2 separate regions of the Mus musculus genome follow, and region 1 is linked to region 2. A link is a contact called in public HiChIP or PLAC-seq data. All regions are on one chromosome and are shown on one strand. The core of a region is the stretch at or near the end of the contact, and the rest is flanking DNA. Distances in the headings are between cores, read along the strand shown. Region 1 overlaps St3gal3 (ST3 beta-galactoside alpha-2,3-sialyltransferase 3). Region 2 holds the start of Atp6v0b (ATPase, H+ transporting, lysosomal V0 subunit B).

What was found. HiChIP or PLAC-seq counts read pairs in DNA pulled down with a chosen protein or histone mark.
Region 1: an H3K27ac HiChIP or PLAC-seq map of embryonic fibroblasts shows a contact between it and region 2, with 12 times the contacts expected there. The contact joins the enhancer-like site here to the promoter of Atp6v0b in region 2. A contact is called at or near these places in 23 of 39 promoter capture datasets (the 3T3-L1 cell line, 3T3-L1-derived adipocytes, the C10 cell line and 14 more), 2 of 15 datasets of contacts at CTCF or cohesin (both in the NIH/3T3 cell line), 9 of 484 Hi-C or Micro-C datasets (the 3T3-L1 cell line, bone marrow-derived macrophages, cerebellum and 6 more), 24 of 115 datasets of contacts at active chromatin or transcription factors (the 230-238 cell line, bone marrow-derived macrophages, cardiomyocytes and 14 more) and 5 of 9 other capture datasets (adipose tissue, embryonic stem cells, liver and 2 more).

The regions. Positions count from the first base shown.
Region 1 is chr4:118,060,343-118,063,557 of GRCm38.p6, forward strand. All of the region lies in intron 2 of St3gal3 (ST3 beta-galactoside alpha-2,3-sialyltransferase 3), which reads right to left. Among named protein-coding and RNA genes, the nearest start is that of St3gal3, 73 kb to the right of the region's middle. Within about 2 kb of position 1,904, at least 107 of the 459 cell types and tissues checked have an H3K27ac peak or open chromatin away from gene starts, as enhancers often do. A contact at or near this core is called in the HPC-7 cell line, the NIH/3T3 cell line, bone marrow-derived macrophages and 8 more, where this site is marked.
Region 2 is chr4:117,885,882-117,889,214 of GRCm38.p6, forward strand. Atp6v0b (ATPase, H+ transporting, lysosomal V0 subunit B) reads right to left here and starts at 1,448. Exons shown (of 8, transcript NM_033617.3): 1 at 1,289-1,448; 2 at 709-757; 3 at 395-478; 4 at 187-264. The coding sequence starts at 1,355. Gm12841 (predicted gene 12841) reads left to right here. Exons shown (of 4, transcript NR_168719.1): 2 at 1-7; 3 at 1,425-1,587; 4 at 2,206-2,410. Dph2 (DPH2 homolog) reads right to left here. Exons shown (of 6, transcript NM_026344.3): 6 at 2,762-3,333.

The DNA of each region.
Region 1 (3,215 bases), core at 654-3,153, 170 kb after region 2:
GCTCGTCCCCTCTGGCAGCTCGCTTCCTGCCCCCTTCCCCGCCCTCCTAACGACTGGTATAAAAGCATGCTTGTCACCCGGGACAACACATTCACAGGCTGACTCAAAAGCAGAGGACAAGTTAGATTATGGGTCTAAGCTGTAGTCACCAATCTGGCTTTACAAAGAGCCTTCAACTTGGCTGGGAGTGGGGGTGGTGCTGGTGATCTATTAAGAGAAATGATAATTTATTTTTCTTACTGTTATTTACTTGTTTATTTTTTGAGACAGGGTTTCACGTATCCCAGGCTGGCTTTGAATTAAGTATGTATTAGAGGATGACCTTGAATTTCTGATCCTCCTGTTTCCCAGGGCTGAGGTCACAGGTGTTCTTCATTGTGTCTGGTTTTATAGAGTGATAGGAGTCGAACCCAGGACTACATGCATGTTAGGCAAGCACTCTTCCGACTGAGCTACACCCCCAACCAGAGGTAGTATCTTTTTAAAAGAAAGAAAGAAAGAAAGAAAGAAAGAAAGAAAGAAAGAAAGAAAGAAAGAAAGAAAGAAAGAGAGGAAGAAAGAAAGAGAGGAAGAAAAGGTGTATTTACTTAGTTTGTGTATATGAGTACATTGCCATGTTTTCAGACAGCATTGGATTCCATTGCAGATGGTTGTGAGCCACCATGTGGTCGCTGGGAATTGAACTCAGGACCTCTGGAAGCGCAGTCAGAGCTCTTAACCACTGAGCCATCTCTCCAGCCCCCCAAGGTATATCTTATCATCCACACAGCCATCTGTTTCCTTTGCAATTTCTCCACTGCTTAGATCCTGGAATGATCAAGTCCCCTAGCCCTAGTTCCTCAGCTTCTTCCCTCTCAACCCCACCCCCCACTCCACCCCCACAGACACACAAACAAACAAAACTTGAATAAACAGATTACTGAAGAAACACAGAGGGAAAAAAATGTCCTAGGAGAGTGAGCCAAGAGCGATGAGAACTGATGACAAGAAGGGCGTCCTAATATGGTGTGCAGATGGCGGCCGGACTCGAAGGGAGGGCGTTCCCGACTTCAGTCGGATCGGTTCTGTCCGGCGGTCCAGCTTTGAGGACTCAGCTGAGAGTGGAAGCTGTGGATGCAGTAAACTTCTTCCAAGAAGGCTCTCCTCAGATTTTATCAATCCAGCTTACCAAGCATATAAGGCTCCAAAGCCTTTACAAAGCTCAGCTGCTCGAAGGAGGGCGGAATGGCTTAGTGTATAAAATGTTTGCCGAGAACTGGAGTTTGGATCCTCAGAACCCAGGTAAAACCTCAGAAGTCAGAGACAAGCTGGCTGGCTAGACTACCAAGAATCGGCACGCCTGGTGAGGACACGTGACACAACTTAGGGCTTCCACACGCGTGTGTACATGCATGTACCTACCCACCTGCAAATGAGAATACACGAGTGCATGCACAGGAAATAAAGGGCTAGGGAAAGAGCAAAGATGGTCCCTGAAGTCCAAGAATGTCTGAGCTCTCCTGGGATCACAGACTAAGAGTGTTAGAAGCCTTAAGAGTTAGGGTGGAAGGCCAGGTCTAGGGCTTTTACTAGGAATAGCTAGAAAGATGTGTAGGGAAGGTGCCTCAGCCAGTGTGAGGTTAGCAGGTCACAGTGGCAGGCTGGGAATGAGTAAGCAAAAGCACTGAGGTATGGGAAGTGAGGGGTGTGTGGCTTCAGGGGGGAAGGTCACCCCTAATTAATATCTTAGGGTTTCTTTGAGGAGGTAAGAATCCAGTTTTAAAAAAAGGCCTTGACACATCAAAGACTATTTTTAAAAAGTGAGTCACCGTGAAATTAAGGGAAAAAACTGCTATGTCATCCCAGGAGACAAAAGGCACTTGGCTTAAGATTGAGGCAGGAGAGTCCCTGGGGACTGGGACTGCCACACTGGAGGAGAGCAGGAAGTCTGGGAGGAGCTGGCCCTGGAAGGCTAGGCTGTGGGGTGGCACTGTTCACACACCTGTGCGTGTGAAGAAGCAGAGGGAAGGACGATGGACGTGGGCACGTGCTGAAACTGAGAGTGAAACCCTGGGAGTGAGCTGAGAGGCTCCAGGGCATGGGAAAGGTCGATGTGGTTGCTCTCGAGAGACACGGGACCGCCCCAGGTTGTTTGCCCAGTACGTGCTGGAGGGAGTGAGCATCTTTACACGGAGTCTCAAGTGAAGGCCAGCCAGTAGCATGACCGAGGGGCAGAGAGGCAGACTCGGACGGACAGGAGATGAAGAAACTGTTTCTTCTATTGGATGGTCCAGCCTGGGCACAAAGGATAGGAGGAAACCATTGCAGGAACAAAGGGCAGAGGCAGGGACCTGAAGCTGTCTGAGGGCACGACATGGCCTGTAAGGTTCCAGGTTTGAGGCAGACTTTCATGTTTACCTAGACTCCCCTTATCCCCAACACACACAGTGTCTTTGGATCTGATTCCTCCTGTGTAGAAGTTAATGTGGGAACTCATAGGTTCCTTCTGCTGTGTGTGTGTACATGCGTGTGGAAGCCAGAAGACAACCTCCAATGCCGTTCCTTATCTTTATTTATTTATTTTTTTTATTTTTGACAGGGGTCACTCATGGCCTGGATCGTGCCAAGAAGGCAAGTGTGCCTGGCCAGCAAGCTGCGGGGATGGGCCTGTCTCTGCCTCCCTTCCCTTCTGTTTATACAGGTCCTGGGAGCACGTGCAAGGCTTGTGCTTGTTAGCCACACCCTTTACTGACTGAGCCATCTCTCCTGCCCACGACAGTTTTACAGATTTTAGAACATCTATATGCTGCACAAATCAAACATTACTTAACACCCCACCACTGTGAGACATGGAAGTTACACGCTGGAACGAAATACTTCTGCCGTGGATTTTTATACTAAATGAGAGGGACTATAAATATATTCACATCATTTTAGATTAGATTTTGTAGACAAATGAGTTTTTTTTTTTTTTTTTAAAGATTTATTTATTTATTATATGTAAGTACACTGTAGCTGTCTTCAGACACTCCAGAAGAGGGAGTCAGATCTTGTTATGGATGGTTGTGAGCCACCATGTGGTTGCTGGGATTTGAACTCTGGACCTCCGGAAGAGCAGTCGGGTGCTCTTACCCACTGAGCCATCTCACCAGCCCGACAAATGAGTTTTTATACTAATCTCATGGGAAAAAAAACCTGTTAAGGGTGGGTAAGACAGCTCGGTGGATCAAGGCACC
Region 2 (3,333 bases), core at 198-2,697:
AGTGATGGTAAATGGTGGGGGAGGGGGAGGGAAACTCTTTAAGAAGGAAATCAGCCATTTCTGCAGAAAATCCCCAGCCAACTTTCCCTGACTCACATACACGCTACGATGAGACGGGTCACAAGCCAGCATGTCACCCGACCCCCATCGCAGCTAGTTTTGACATGCAGAAGCCTTTACACTTACCTAACCAAGTTCTTGGTTTTGATTCTGGGGGCTTTCACCCCACCCCCAATAATGGATGAGCCGGTTATATAGATTCCCCTGGTGAAGGGTAAGAAACTGATTAAAGGAGCCCAAGGAGTTGCTGTCCCCAGGATGATTAAGAACCCAGTGATGATTCCACCTGCCACGACTTGGCACCTCCCACTCGTCCCGCCACTCCAACACTCACCAGGCTGCTCCAACCACAGACAGAGAAATTGCTAGGCCAATGCCCAGATTCGACCACATGAAGGGGGAAGTTTCCGTCAGGAACCTGGTGTGGAAACAGGGAAGAAAGCTATTGAGCTATGGACAGGAAAGGGCAGGAGTGGGGAGGCCACACAAAACTCAGTGTCCACCCAGCTCCAGCCCACCAGTCCCAGACGTTGCATCTCTAGATTTTCTATTTCCCAAAGGTCCGTGTGTCTGAAGAGCTGGGCTGGGGCTCAGACCAAAGCAGGGAGAAGAGGCTCCTAGGAGAATCCTCTCCATGCCCTCCCTTACCATGCCACATCAAAGCGAAAGCCCAGGTCAAAGATGGTGTAGCAGATTCCTGAAGCAATGAGGAAAGGAGTTAAAGGGTTGCTCTTTCGAGACACAGTCCCCAACCTAGGAAAAAAAAAAAACTGCCCAACTGTCAAACTGTCAGCCACCTACATCTAGACAAGCGAAGAGTCCCGGAGCGAAACAGCACCTCCACCCAGGCCTCCATTTTTTTTTTTTTTTCGGCCACTCCCTAGGTAACCCGTCTTAATGACACCAAGCCCCTTCACGGGCCGGAGGGAACGGGCGCTGCGTCCAGGCCGCGCCAGATCCTGCCGGCCCAATCGCTGTTTACCCAACAAGCTGTGAATGGGTGGGGGAGGGCAAGGAGGAAAAAGGGGAAGCGGGGCGCCCAAATATGCGGCTCGCGGAGAGGAGGTCAGGAACCTGGCGTCGCGACCCTGGAATAGCCGGTGTGACTCTCGCAGCCCAGGGCCGGCCTCCTCCGTCGCGGGAGGGCACCGCGCGGGGCCGGCTCCGGCTGCCACCTGCCCCCCGCCCCAACCAGCAGGCCACCTTGGGCCGCCTGGGCCCCGCTCACCCACAACGACCATGCAGGCCCAGAAGGCCACAAAGATCCCGAGGTAGAGCAACTCCAGCCCCGTCATGGCAGCGGCGACGGCAGGGGTCGGATCGGTGGGACCTGAGCTAAACCGCGTCCACCGTCCGCCCCGCAGTCTGTCGGCCCGCCCCGCAGCGCCACCTGACCGGCGCACGTGATGCGCCGACCCCACGTGACCCCCGCGCACAGTGGCTGGCTGCCTGAGGCCGGGCCCTGGTAGACGTCATGCCGCGGAGCACTGTGGTGGTTGTAGTTTCGTCGGACGTTCTCCGTGACAGGTACTGGCTCTCCACCTGCGCTGCTGGTTCCCTAACTTCCCACCGGACTCCCAGTTTACTCACCAATCACTGCAGATCCTTCCGGTCTGTTCTAGTCCTGCCTAGTTCCTTCTGCTTGAAGCAGGATTTCGCGGTGCCTAGCTAATGCCTGCTGTTCATCGGAGGTCATTCTAGGTTGTCTTTTCCAACCCAGAGGTAGGGTGGAATGCCAGACGCGAACGCCCACGATGTCCAGGTGATCTTATAAGGCCATGCCATTCTCCTGTTCAAATTCCCTGTGGATCCTATTTCACTCGCGACAGAATGATCCATAGGATCCTAAAGTATGCAAAGCAGGCACTGTAACAGAGCTAAGCTCCAGGTCCCTAATAGACTACCCACCCTATCAGACGCAGCCCGCCCTTGCATCTGCCCCTCTCTCTTGCTTCCAGACTTTGCTCTCCTTCAAGCCCTTCCTTACCCATTCTGTTTAATATTCCAACCCCAATCTCCCTTTAACCAGTCCCCTTTCTTTTCCAGATTTGTGTTTTCCCATAATTGTTATCCCTTGATATAATTTTCCTCTGGTTCTTATCTCTGGTTGATATAGTACATTTTGTTTCTGACCACTCTCCCTAGGGGGCCGAAGCACCATGGTTCATGTTGGACTCACTACTGTTTCTAGCGCCTGACATACAGGGGAGTTCTCATAACATGCACACAGAATACATGATGGATGCTCATTTTAACCCAGTCCCCATGTCAGTTACAGCTCTGCCTTTACCATTAGCCTGTGTACTACATGATCTGGATGGTGCCAATATAAGATTCTTTTGCTAATGTGGACAATAAGTAAATTTTGTTTTCTTCTGGGATCCAATACACAAACACACACACACACTGGGAAACCCTAGGACCAACTCTCTGGTTTTTGTTTTGTTTTTTGAGACAGGATTTCTCTGTATAGCCCTAGCTGTCCTGGAACTCACTTTGTAGACCAGGTTGGCCTCGAACTCAGAAATGTGCCTGCCTCTGCCTCCCAAGTGCTGAGATTAAAGGCGTGCACCACCACTGCCCGGCCCATAAAACCAACTCTCTACCAAGGACAAGCACTCTATCAAGATATACCCCAACAACTCTACTTTGATTGAAGCACCCACCATGTTGACTGAGTCTTTGTTTAGGCCCAAATGTTCGTTTCACTCTGTTTATTCTGAATATTTTTTCTCTATAAGATCCAGCTTAAGACTCCTCTGTCTGGGTTGCCTCTTGAGTCCCCTTCAGGAGCCTGCTATGAGAGCCAGCTGCACCTGGGGCTCCCTTCACACAATTATATTTCGTGGGGTTATTATTTCCTCCCAAGCACATTTTGAGGACAGTAATCTGGTTAAATATAACTCACATATCCACCCACAGGATCTGTGTAGAACAGAGCTTTAGTGAATAAAGAGAAACAGGAGAAAAAGTATTCCGTTTATTTCAGTGTCTTTGTTGTCCCCAAGAAACAAGTCTAACTAAGTCAATGTAGCCCAACAAAGTCCTGAAAGCAGCCACATAAGTGCTTGAAATGTAATTAGTGTAATGGACAAATACTTTTTCATCCACTTTAAATGGCAAAAGTCATGTGTCCAGTGAATATTGTCTTGGACAGTGCAGGTTTAGACCAGAGGCTCTCAATGAGGAGTAGTTACATGACATCTGCCAACCTGTAGAGATAATCTGGGTTATCCTAGCTCAGTTGGGGAGGAAGGGAGGTGTTTCTGTTTC